4 separate regions of the Mus musculus genome follow, and all the other regions are linked to region 3. The links are chromatin contacts, called in public HiChIP or PLAC-seq and promoter capture Hi-C maps. All regions are on one chromosome and are shown on one strand. The core of a region is the stretch at or near the end of the contact, and the rest is flanking DNA. Distances in the headings are between cores, read along the strand shown. Region 1 overlaps Wasl (WASP like actin nucleation promoting factor). Region 2 has its middle 26 kb from the start of Hyal6. Region 3 holds the start of Pot1a (protection of telomeres 1A). Region 4 holds the start of Cadps2 (Ca2+-dependent activator protein for secretion 2).

Region 1 (2,915 bases), core at 412-2,911, 1.2 Mb after region 3:
TCTTGAGCAGCAGTAGGGTCAGTGGATCAGCTCTTGGTCAGCTTCCCTACGTTGCTTGTCATAACCCATTGCTGCTCGAATCAAGAAGTTACTGGGAGCTGATCTGAGTTGAAAGAAAGAAAAGAAGGGAAGAAAGCAAGCCCTTATAAGCCTGAATATGCTGCTTAGTCAGGGCCATTAAAGGTTGTCTTATGTGGTTATTTGCTATCAGATTAGCATTGCTTTTCTATGTCCTTCCTCTTTGATCGTTTATGTGGAAGTCCAACAAGTTAAACATGGTTGTACATATATGTAGGTACCTGTCTGTGGCTATATTTAAGGGCTTGGCTAATAGAGAGTTATAAAGCAGAATGACAAACAGAATTCGAATCCAAAGTCAGTTACTTTTACTTTTACCTGTTCTGGTTAGGCCTTTACCTCTGGGAGACAAAGCTTGCTTATAACTGTAGCTTCTGTGGCAACATAGCATGGTATTAAGCAATCCTTACTTTTAATTTCAAAGCATGAGGCTCAAATGCTAATTTTTCCTAGATTGCAGTTTGTCAGAAAGATGATCTTTTGCAAGACTAATACCATGCTGTGACTTGAACAGGTCATTTAAGTTTTAAAAATCCAAACATATACCTGATTTTAAAGCAAAAATAGCTATGTAAAAATTAACAAGTTTCTTATCTACTTGTCTGCATTTCCCAGCTGTTCCTCTCCTCTTTAAACACAAAAGGACTAGGAAGGTGGCCCTGGGAACTAGTTTCACCTTCATGCTTGCTTAGGGCAAATGCATAGAACTTTGTTTCATCCTCTGCACATTTGTTATATACTCTTGCCTTTTCATTTCACATCTTGTTTGGTTCACATAACCTTCATTATTACTTAAGAAGAATCTTTCCTTCCTTCCTTTCTTTAAAGCCACGTATAATACCCTGTTGTACAGTTAAACTGGTTTATTTAATGGAATAAGCAAATATTTTTCTTAGTTATAGTGAAATTTTTAGTTGCATATAATTTGGATAATTTTCAGGTTGAAAGATTTAAATTAGTGTAGAATTTTTCAATCCTTAATGATTTTGCTAAAAGTATTTCTTTCTTTAACATGAGTTACCCTTTATTTATCCTTCCTTAAGTAGACCAAATACTTCATTGAACTGATTTTAACACCTACATGATAAGACTACATTGTATATGTAAACACTTGGATACTTTACATTTTATGCACTATTTACTTAGCCCAATGTCCTTTTTTATTGTAGGACACAAACTGTTATTCTGGTGTTTCCTAGATTTTTTTTTTAACCATGATAACTTGCCTCTTAGGATTCTTATAGGCTAGTTACAACCCCTTCCCCCTTTAAAAAAAATACTGTATATTATTTTGCTTCTGTAACACATTTCTCATCCCTCAGAAGCTTCTAACTGCGGTGTTTTGTAAAATGAATTCGTTTGTTTGGGAGCATGTAGTAGCTTTTTGTCGCGTCTATTTCTTGGTATTTCCTATCCACTAAAGAAGAGTTAGCTTAACTCCAACCCTGATCCTTTATAAGAAACCAGTCCCCTGGAAAAGAAGACTCACTAGCTCCCATTTTCTCTCCTTCCCTCCCTCCTTACTAAAAGAGGTTTAGTCAGCACATTGCAATTACTCAACAGTAGGGGCATAAGCATAGAGGAATTGCCTCTGAGAGAGGGTGGATTATGGGGACTTTTACTTAAGAACTATTGTCTTTTGACTAGGACAGCCCACCATGCAACTCCTGAACACAGACTCTGCCATGGAAAGGAGAGCAGTCTTGATAGGTGGGCATTTGTTTGGGGGCAGAGGCTGCACTCAGTTCTATCATTCAGGTACTCAGAGTTGGTGGCAAAGCAGCATGGAAAAACTCGTACTGTAGAAACTTCCTGGTAGGGCTTGTTCTGTTTTGTTGAGTTACGGCTTTCGTTCTACGTTCCTCCAACAGAGAAAATAGTTCAATTTGGGGAAGTTGATTGGAGGCATTTTCCTCATTAGAACTGAGCAGGAGCAACACAGGGAGGACCACCCCTACCTATCATTTGTTAACTCTGGCAAGGCCTCTGTGGGGAACCATAAAAAGAGAACTATACTTTAGTAGAATGCCTTCTTAGCTAGCCCAGAAAGCTAAAAGTATCTGGGAAGTCCCATGGTAGGGCTTAATAGCCTTGTCAAAGCATCATATTGAGATGGAACTGTTGAACCCAGTGTGATGTCAGTGCTGGGCAAATCATTGAGTGAACAAGATCAGTCTCAGGAGGACTGCCCAGAAGAAAAAGTACAGTGTTCCAGCCTGTGTGTCAGCGTCCTAGAAACCTTCCTGGAAGTGGTAGAAGATTAAGAGGAAAGACACAAGAAACTGAAGCTGAGATCTGGTGGGCCATGCATTTAGATAGAGATGTATCAACCTCTTAGATATTCAGTACATTTACGTGAATGAGGAAGCAGTTAGATAATCTTAGAGGGGTTCTCTGTATGGGAATAGCCTGGGGGGGGGGGCATGATCCTGCTGTCAGTAGGACCAAGAATGTGGTTTCATCACACACTTGATTTTAGCTAAAAGTCAACAGTTGGTCAGCATCTATATTAGGACCAGGGAAGGCCTTGCCATTCCCCTAAGCCAGACCCAGTCTTTATCATTCCCATCTGAAGTATTGATGTCCCTGACATGACAGTGTTCATGTCATGGATGCTCATTCTGGGGTAAACTTAGTCCCCACACTATAGGGTGTTGTTATCCTAGTTAGTTTTGTCAATATGTCATAGCCTAGAATTATGGGATTGGCCTGTGAACATGTCTGCAGGGGAATTTGTTTTTTTGTTTGTTTGTTTTTTCTTTTATAATTGATGTCTGAGGACCCAGTCTACCGTGGATAGTGTCATCTCTGGCCAGTGGTCTTGGGCTATATAAGAA
Region 2 (3,180 bases), core at 64-2,563, 1.1 Mb after region 3:
TTAGAAAAGGTAGGTGATTCTTGCAAGGATGGCTTTGTTTTGTCTTTTTATTTCTGTGCAAGCACTTGACTCTTTTGGAAACAAGGGACTGAAAGTTTTTGCTTTCTGGAGGATAACAGTCGGAGGCTGCACATACTGGCAACGTTTTCAGTTTAATCTACTGCACAGCACTTTGGTAGGTCAGCATTCTGTACTTCATGGCCCCACACTTTCATTCAGCTCAGAGGTCAAGAACCTACAAAGACCAAGGGGAGGCAGAGGTATGTTTGGGAAAGAGAAGTTGGACTCCTTGTTGCCTCAGTGAGATACTTTGCCCCACATTCTCTTGCAATCTTCAGATCATTATGATATAAGTATCATCGTTCCCATTTTAAAGATGGGGAAGCTAAGACTAAGGAGTTTATCCAGCTCAAGGTAGGTTAGCCATCAAATGCTAAATAAGTAGAAAATTGAATGCCAATCTTCTGAATTACAATTTACATATTGCCTACAATCCCATAAAATAGGCACTGTGGCTGTCTAATCCCAGTGAGAGGTTGTTTTGTTTTGTGCACTCTAAAAAAAAAACCAACACATTTAATATGTAATAGATGCTCACGCCACAACTGTTTAAGCGAATGATAGACTGAGAGTAAAGCACCCACTGGTTTGGACTAAGGAGAAGAACGCTTCCTTTCCTGAACTCAGGGAGTCGGGCATAATTAACAGCCTGCTAGTCGCCAGATTGGAGGATGTCACAGCTCGGGAGCTGCTGACTCCATTCTAAAGTATTTACAGCACTAAAGAATGATGGCCACATAACCCTGCCTTGCCACTGCGAGAGTTTCCTGGAAACATGGTCCTTATGTCCCATGGAGTTGGCAGCCACAGTGAAAACTGGCAAGAACAAATCAAGGCTCATTACAGAGTTAAGGTAAGTATATTCATTTGTAGCAAAATACACTCAACAAAAGCTCTTTAAAAGAATCCTCACTAAAGAAGTTTCTGGAACTCTGTGGTTTGTTTGTTTTTTTCCTTGACACAAAGTAACTCCACAGTAATCAGTTTTGAATGCTGACAGTCTTGTTTTCTTGTTGGTTTCCTATTTCCGACTGGTCTCTTTCCCTTCTTTAGCAAAATAGAAATATTCCAAAATAATCCTTTCCAGGGACTCTGTCAGCAGCTGTGAAACCTCGAAACTTCTGTTTTCCCCTGACCAGCCCTGTAGTGAGGTCACACTGAGGCCTGTGGCACATGTTCTAGTTGAGCCAAGTGAGTGGTGTCCCTGCTAGTGAAAAATGTAAGGTTCTATATGAGCCTCACAGCAAGGTATATAAGCCTAATTGTGATGTCACTGCTAGCTAAAATGTCTGCACTGGGGCCCTGGCTACCTTGTAGTTTGGACTAGGGCGTCTGACAACTTATTGTCATAAATAGCCTGAAATGAAAGCATTTTCTAAAGATAAACTTCAAAGAACTAAAACTACAGTAAAATTTCTTATTCTACTGATGAAAAGTAAATGATATTCAAAGGCCAGAACTGAATTTTTATTTAGAGAAATATCATGTTGCTATAATGTAAATGCACGAGCGTATACACACACACACACACACACACACACACTCCACAGAGTGGCCAAGTTTGTACTTGAGGAAGTTCTTGCTAAAATAGTTTATGAGACTCCTACTCCTTTTATTGAAAGGGTGTGTCCAAGGGCTGTTGCTCATGGTGGTGAGTCACTATTTCTCGGGTGCAGGGTTAGCACACCTAAGGAAGTTTCTCTTCAAGCTGTTAAAGGTTTTGCTGCCCTTTGTGTTATATCACGATGGACTGACTGCCTGCTATCTTATAGTCAGAGTAGTTAAAACCAGAGGTCAGATTTTAGTCTCCTTTTGTTTCTCTGTCTCCTTAACCTGCCCCCAGCAGCTCACGGCTTATCCACACTTATCTTAGGTTGCTGCTCTATACAGTTCTCTTCGTGAAGACACAAACACCTCAGTTAGCTGACATTTTAATTTTCTACAAGGCTTTTGTCACCTAGCATTCCCCTGAGAAAAAAATATTTCACAATGATCCTGGAGCTAGTAGAATAATCCCATCTCTGTGCCTTGGCATTGAATTTTAGCAGATGCAATGTTATTTTTGTTCGTTGGTTTTATTCTGTTTCTCACGATTGACTTTACCTAACCACAAAGGCCATGATGTGCAGACTCAGGAGACGGGGTCTCTGCCTCCTCTTCTCCTTCTTAGCCTCAAAGGCTTCTGTTATGGTATGCAATAGTATTCTTGCCAAAGGCCATGTATTTAAAGCTAGATTAGAATCAAAGTGATGAGATGGTGAGAGTGCTAGATACATCAATGAATCATCCATGAATTTCATTGGTGGATTCATAGCTGAATGGGCTACAATGAGGAGGTAGAGCTCAGAGGAAGAAGTAGATCACTGAGACATTCCTTTAAGGAATATAAATTGTCCCAAGCCACCCCCCCCCCACGCCTTATCCACCATTAGCTAACCCAGCTCTGCTCCATCAAGTGTCCCCACTATGGTTCTCTTTTACCTCATTTCCCAAATCAGTGGATCTCAGTGACTATGGCCCGAAACCATATGAACTGTGAGGCAAGCTTTCTTCCCCTTAAGCTTGTTTAATCCCAAATACTTAGTAGTCACAGTAATTCAGACTCAGGGACTGACACAGGCTCCTCACCATGTGGCTGGATTTTAGATGCTTGGAGTGTCCACCTGGTTAGCCAGGAACTTCAGCCTCCTTATATACCTTCAGCCTGTGGCTGTGTTCCATAAAACGCTCCAGTTGTCTTGTTTGTGAAGTCATTTCCCTTCAGGCACAGGTACTGGTAAGTCATAGCCCTTCAGTATCCTCTGATTAGCCTACCGAGAGCCACATCTTCCTTCCAGGCATGTTATCCTTGCTTATCTAAGCCTGCATGCCTGTCCTTAGTGGAACCCAGAAATAGACCGCCAGAGGCTTGTACAGGTTTGGCCCATCCCTGATGAGATTCCAAATTGGCTGCTGATAGAACTTGAAGCTGGTGATTTCGTCAGTCTCACTGCAATTCAAACAGAATCTTTCTTTTACACCACCCAGAAGACCCAAAGGCAAGCCTTTTCTGATGTCCACATTCTCGTACCTGAGGGTCCAGATGGCAAAGAATTCCGTGTCCTCACAGCGTGTGCCTTA
Region 3 (3,161 bases), core at 592-3,091:
CATTTCTTGATGAGGAACATCTTTTTAAGGTATATGCTCTGTGTGTGTGTGTGTGTGTGTGTGTGTGTGTGTGTGTGTATGTATGTATGTATGTACTTAAGGAATGTATGTACTTAAGGAAAAAAAAAACATGAAATTGAAGAGTGAGGAGTGGCCATAAGTGGGTGTAGTTGGATTGAAAAAAAAAGAAGCTAAATGATGTAATTGTATTTTTTATTGTAAAAAATAATTTAAATAAAGAACGAAAACTCACACAACTTGGGAAAATCCTTGGCTAATAAGATGAGTTTACAAATTTTGACAATAAAACCACAGTGCTTTTGGACTTAGTAAAAAACTTCTTGAGACTAAGTATCTCCTTTTGGCTTAGCAACACAGAGTATTCCTGTTTTAGTTAAGGAACATTTCCATGTAATCAGCTGGGGGTTTGGGAAGGATGGAAAGGCTGATGTTAAAGGTAAGAAAAGAAACATGTTTTTCCCTGGAGTATTGTTCATCCAATGAATATTTAGCTCCTAAAGCTAGCAGCCATTATATACAGTCTTGGCTGTAAAATAGAACCGTTATCCCTGCTCCTAGTAAACTTCAAATGTAGAAGAATGTGTTTAAATACTGAGAGAAAGTAATGAGGAGAACATGACCATGCACTAGGAGGATAGACGGGATTTGACTGTGGTGGAAGTGAATGTGGCACCAACTGGGTATAGGCTTTGTCTGAAGTCAGACACAGATCAGATGGGGGATTAATTCTGAAGCGAAAGCAACGCTTTGTGAAAAACACAAGTACAGCAGCTTATTTAACAGACCGGGAATTCGTAAAACAACAATTGTGCATTTCACTCAGAAAAAGGGTTGTTCTTCCTGGGAAAGGGGGACTTTGTTCACAAGCCACTTGAAATAAGCTTCAAAGTATGCTTATGTTTGTTCCTCCCACTCCCGAAGAATGTTAACCCGTTATTATAATGAAGCTATCACCAGCAATAACGGTTCTCTTGACCAGTATGTCACCAGTTTGGTTGATGGTTCTTGTTAATTTCTCTGATTCCCTGCTTGCTTATTGCCAAAGTTGCTGCCTCCAGGACCTCAGCTGGAGTTAGAAGAATCTTCCGGTTCCCTGCTCTCAACCAAAGTGCACAGGATCCAAAATCCATACAGTGGCTAAACTTAGCGGATAAATAGTATTTCACAACTGTGTGAAGTGACTAACAGTATGGATCTGGGCCTTATTATACTCCTCTAATGGGCAGTCCTTGAATTCCACTTTAGTTGTTATTCCTGGTTCACTTATATTTTATGAACACGGGGAGTGGGGAAAGAGAAGAAAGCTTTAGAAAATAATGGCAAGGTTCTTCAGTTTACCTGAAAATACCCCAGATGTCACCAAAGTGCTATAAAACAAATAACATCATCACCATCATGTATTTATAGCCTTGGAAAAGTCGTATTTGAATGTTTAACTTAGAATAAAAGCTTTAGCGTCAGGGGCTTCCAGTCGACAGAATGGAATCTGGAACCAGCCTGGTTTAGAATAGAGTTCTCACTTGCTACAGGATTTAAGACTCTTATTTTGGATTGTGTGGCTAGCCTTTAATGGCTGATCCTAAACTGGTCCGGCTCGCCCTGCAGGCTGGGGATTGTCTCCTTTGGGCAACCGGAAATCCGCGTGAGCCAAGGAGCGGAGGGGCAAGCAGCCTTGGTGGCTGAGACACAGCTTGCTGTGGCTCCGCCCTCTTCTTCCTCTTCTTGTTTACCCGGGAGTTCCCGGCCAGCCACACTGCAATTCTAGCGGAGTACGCATGCGTGAACTAAGCTGCTCGCGCCCGCGCGCGTGCATGACGTCACAGGCGCCTAGGTCCAGACTTTAGTTGTCCGCGGGTTTTGCTGGTGAGTGAATTTGGGGAGGTTTGGGTTTCGCTGCGGGCCGACCCTGGGTAAATATAACGAGGACTCTTCACTGCAAAATTTGGTGCAGATTTGCAGAAATGCTGTTACACGTACTGTTAGTGTTGACCGATCCCTATCGGGAAGAGACGTGAACAGATCCAAGTCCTCCCTCATGCTGCTGAGTGTTTTGGGGACGGTTGGTCTCTATTCGTTAAGCAGCGATGCTATTGAGTAGCCCAGGCAAGGAGTTTGAGAAGTTTCAACCTAGAGTTCACAGATTAACATCAATTGCAAGTTTCTCTTAGGATATTTACGAGTTTGAGGGAGGAGGCAACCAATGCCAGTTTTGAAATCAGGAAGCTTTTTGGTACAGTGTGCGTACACAATATTTTCATTGACAAAGGGGTTAAAGAATAAAACCCGTGCTTATCTCCCGCCCCCACGTCCAACATTTTAAGATACCAAGGTGAAGTTGGTGAAATTGTAACATCTAAAATCTTAGAAGTTTTTTAAATACAAAAGCTAAGTGGAAATCCAGCTAAGAAGGTTGTTAACTCAGAAAACATTTTCCTCCGAGAAGGAATACCCATACTTTATATTTCGTATCTTTGTAAGAGATTGGTTTTTATTTTTACAGTTACAACTGAGACTGAATATATCAGTTTACAGTTTTCCAGCAGTCACATAACGAGCATATTATTTTATGATACAATGGAAAACGTTTCTAAGGTCCAAGATAAATATATCTGACCATTATTAATTCCAATTAGTAATGTGTAGCAGTATGATATGTGAACATGAGATAGCTTTTTGGTTTCATATGTTAGATTAAGAAATTAAAACTGAGACTTTCAGTGTGACACAGTGTATTTAACCTTTTTGACAGTCGTGTATGCTGAAGAATTTGGATGCTGTTGTAAAACTGTTAATTTCATACTAGATGTTAGCAGGAGAAAGACATATAGAGGAACCTCCTCTGCCTCCTGTACAAAGAATATATAGGATATAGAAAGCTTAAAGGGAGAAAATCCAATTAGGTAAGGACAGCAATGAATGTAAGAGTTGATAAAGATTTGAATTAGTGATAGAAAGGTTAGGAAAAAATAGTCATTTAATGCTAAGTGAACAGTACAATTTAGTATTTTTTTTCTGTTGTATGGCATTTTGGTGTTGTGTGTATGTTAGTTTGTTTAATTATCACAAAGACTTGTGACATTGATGCTTTATAGCTTACCTATATAGACAAAGGTGCTGTATTTCAGAAAGGTTAAGTAATT
Region 4 (3,038 bases), core at 397-2,896, 2.0 Mb after region 3:
GGCAATCATCAGAATAGTGCCACCTAACCAGGCAGTTGTGGCGCATGCCTTTAACCCCAGCACTTGGGAGGCAGGGGCAGGCAGATTTCTGGGTTCAAGGCCAGCCTGGTCTACAGAGTGAGTTCCAGGACAGCCAGGGCTATACAGAGAAACCCTGTCTCGAAAATCTCCCTCCTCCAAAAATAAAATATAAAAAAAAATAGTGTCGTTAATAATGTCACCTATCTGCCTTAGGAGGTTACTTTGATAATCACTTTGGATAAATACTCTCACAGAGTTTTGCAAAAAGTCTTCAAATACATCAATTTTAATATATGTACACACACACACACACACACACACACACACACACACACATATATATATATTTTTTCCTTACCATTGACCATCAGCTAGTAGGCATGAAACATTTTTTATTACTAAGGGACCAAAATCAAGGATTAACTAATGGAGAAGGCTCCCTAGGAGTAAATGCCCTCTTTTTTCTCCATTGAGGGACAGCATCAGTAGATGCAGAAGGAAAGTGTTTTTGTGTATCTAACCACCAAATGGCCTGGAAAAGTTTAAACTGCGGCTTGGCCCTGGGACAGAGAAGCTCAGGGCTGGTGGGTGCTTAATTTGTCCTGTTAATTCCCTGGAGATCTGCATCCTCCTTGCTGGAATGCCACCGCACACTGTTCCATGTGTTGAATGCCTGTTTTGTGCATTTCCCCTTCTGTCTGAGCTCAGGACAGAAGTTACAGAATGGCAAAAGAAACTGCGAGGCAGTTCTAGCATCGAGAAAATCGGCGCAGATAATTCAGCCTTCAGGTGCCGCTATGAGACGCCCACTTGAGGCCAGGAAAGAGAGCGACTTTGTGTTGTGTGCCCTCGCTTGTGCCTCTGTCATAAGCTAACAATGCTGGACACCGGCCTTCTCTCGGGTGTTTGTTGAATGTCTGTCCACCCAAAACAACCTGTTTTGTTTGAGTCAGTTCTATCTCAACATAGGAAACAACTGAGCTGTGTTTGTCAGAGTTTCATTTTTCAAACGTAAAATCTAATTTGCTCGCGGGTTTGCCGGAAACAACAGGAATACCTACCAGTTTAAAAGACCCCACCCCACCCCGGACCGGACCGGCCGCTGCGCCAACTTTTCTTTTAATGCCCGTGCTGTGACGATTACAATTTGGACTTCTTGGAGAGTGTCCCACTGCAACGAAGGGAGAGAGACTTTTTTCAAGTCTCCTAGAAAGAATAATACTTCGAGGGGAAGGCAGCCGGTCCCACTTTTCAGCACTCAGGTTTCACAAATCAGGTCCCAGCACTGTCCGGAGCTCTCTCTTGGAGACTGTGTTTGTTCCCCGTCCCTATCCCGCCGCCACCCCTACAGAAAGCCTGCAGGACTACTGGGTGCATGGTGGCCCGGGGTCGTCTGTGCTCGTCTGGGCTCGGCATCACCCGCCCTCTGCAAACTGCGCGCTCCGGGGCGCCCGGCACACCCGCCGCCCGGTCCAGGCGGTGGCGGGCGCGGCGGCGCGCGCACGCGCACTTCGCGTCCCCGCGTCCGCTCCTCGACATTCCGTTCCACGTGTTGCTCGGGAGGCGCCACAGGTTCCTCACCTGCGCGGGCGGCGGGGGTCGGCGGCGGGGCTGGGCGCGCGCGCGGGCTGGACGCCCGAGGCTGGGCGCGCGGTCCCCGGGCGCCCCGAGCGCCCCCGCGCTAACTCCGCCTCTCGCCTCCCGCCGCTCCGCTCGCCCGCCCCGCGTCCTGGCCGCGGCAAACACTCGGGCGCCGAACTCGACGTGTCCGGAAAGCCCGGGCCACTTTCCCTTTCGTTCTGCGGCCGCGGCGCACCGACCTAGGTTCCCGCGGACCCGCGGGGACAGCTGCGCTCGGCGAGAAGCCCCAGGGATCGCGGGCCAAGCCCAGGCGTCCCAGCCAGCACCATGCTCGACCCGTCTTCCAGCGAGGAGGAGTCGGACGAGGGGCTGGAGGAGGAGAGCCGCGAGGTGTTGGTGGCGCCGGGCGTCTCCCAGCGAGCGCCGCCGGCCGCGGCTCGGGAAGGGCGGCGGGACGCGCCGGGACGCTCCGGTGGTGGCAGCGGCGGCGGAGCGGCCAGACCCGTGAGCCCGAGCCCCTCGGTACTCAGCGAGGGGCGAAATGAGCCCGAGCTGCAGCTGGACGAGGAGCAGGAGCGGCGCATCCGCCTGCAGCTCTACGTCTTCGTGGTGAGGTGCATCGCGTACCCATTCAACGCCAAGCAGCCCACCGACATGGCCCGGAGGCAGCAGAAGGTGAGTGGCGGCGGGACTGGGAGCCTCCCGCGGCCACTTACCCCTCTCATCCTCCCGCCCCCGGGGGCTTTCTCCTGGGAGAGTTCAGGGCACCTGCTGCCGTCCTTCTGCGAAGGGCTGGACACTATTTTAGTAGGTCTTTGAGGGGTGTCTGGGACAGGTTGGAGTGCTTAGGTCTTTAACCCCAGCCGGAGCTAACCAGAGCTGGCCTGAACTGGCAGGAGCTGGCAGCTGCACCTCACCATCCCCAAGACATGGACTGATCAGCTGATCCCACCTTGCAGGTCCTGCAGTAATTAAACCTGGGCAGATTAGGTTGGGACAGGGTTAGAATACAACTCGCAACAACTTTAATTTGGGCTGCTGTGGGGTGTATGAGCTGGGCTTTGCCCTTAAGACAGACTGAGTGTGTAGCTAGATGAAGCAGGTGGAACACGGATACTTTCCCATAACAGAGAAATCTCCACTAGGGCAAGGGACTAGACATTTTCTTGGTGAATTAAAAGCAAAGTTATATTGCTAAGTTTTCTGTGTGGCTAAACAATCAGGGCATGACATGCAAACAGCGAGGAAGCTATGCATCCAGAGAGGCTATGAGTAATTCTAGGCCATGGCAGGCTTAATGAAGTCCACTGTTAATGACAGGTGAAGGACTAGCTAATGCTTTGCTTATGGCTCCTTCCCTAAAGATTTACAGAAGTTCTGTCAGATAAAATGTCTCCCTTAGTTGTTTTAAAACGGGACCCCAGAAATCTGATATT

What was found. Promoter capture Hi-C pulls out the DNA fragments that hold promoters and counts their contacts. HiChIP or PLAC-seq counts read pairs in DNA pulled down with a chosen protein or histone mark.
Region 1: a promoter capture Hi-C map of the HPC-7 cell line shows a contact between it and region 3. The contact joins the enhancer-like site here to the promoter of Pot1a in region 3. A contact is called at or near these places in 11 of 39 promoter capture datasets (the 3T3-L1 cell line, 3T3-L1-derived adipocytes, the HPC-7 cell line and 6 more), 5 of 115 datasets of contacts at active chromatin or transcription factors (double positive thymocytes, embryonic stem cells, large pre-B cells and 2 more) and 2 of 9 other capture datasets (adipose tissue and liver).
Region 2: a FOXA1 HiChIP or PLAC-seq map of pancreatic cancer cells shows a contact between it and region 3. The contact joins the enhancer-like site here to the promoter of Pot1a in region 3. A contact is called at or near these places in 3 of 39 promoter capture datasets (cranial neural crest and hippocampal neurons) and 4 of 115 datasets of contacts at active chromatin or transcription factors (embryonic stem cells, large pre-B cells and pancreatic cancer cells).
Region 4: a contact with region 3 is called in a promoter capture Hi-C map of liver, with 4 times the contacts expected there. The contact joins the promoter of Cadps2 here to the promoter of Pot1a in region 3. A contact is called at or near these places in 2 of 39 promoter capture datasets (hippocampal neurons and liver) and 1 of 115 datasets of contacts at active chromatin or transcription factors (astrocytes).

Annotation. Positions count from the first base shown.
Region 1 is chr6:24,644,592-24,647,506 of GRCm38.p6, reverse strand. All of the region lies in intron 1 of Wasl (WASP like actin nucleation promoting factor), which reads left to right. Among named protein-coding and RNA genes, the nearest start is that of Wasl, 19 kb to the left of the region's middle. Within about 2 kb of position 1,661, at least 49 of the 459 cell types and tissues checked have an H3K27ac peak or open chromatin away from gene starts, as enhancers often do. A contact at or near this core is called in the HPC-7 cell line and adipose tissue, where this site is marked.
Region 2 is chr6:24,705,839-24,709,018 of GRCm38.p6, reverse strand. No RefSeq gene overlaps it. Among named protein-coding and RNA genes, the nearest start is that of Hyal6, 26 kb to the left of the region's middle. Within about 2 kb of position 1,313, at least 36 of the 459 cell types and tissues checked have an H3K27ac peak or open chromatin away from gene starts, as enhancers often do. A contact at or near this core is called in pancreatic cancer cells, where this site is marked.
Region 3 is chr6:25,807,898-25,811,058 of GRCm38.p6, reverse strand. It overlaps Pot1a (protection of telomeres 1A), which reads left to right and starts at 1,841. Exons shown (of 18, transcript NM_133931.5): 1 at 1,841-1,884.
Region 4 is chr6:23,838,029-23,841,066 of GRCm38.p6, reverse strand. It overlaps Cadps2 (Ca2+-dependent activator protein for secretion 2), which reads left to right and starts at 1,646. Exons shown (of 30, transcript NM_153163.4): 1 at 1,646-2,277. The coding sequence starts at 1,930.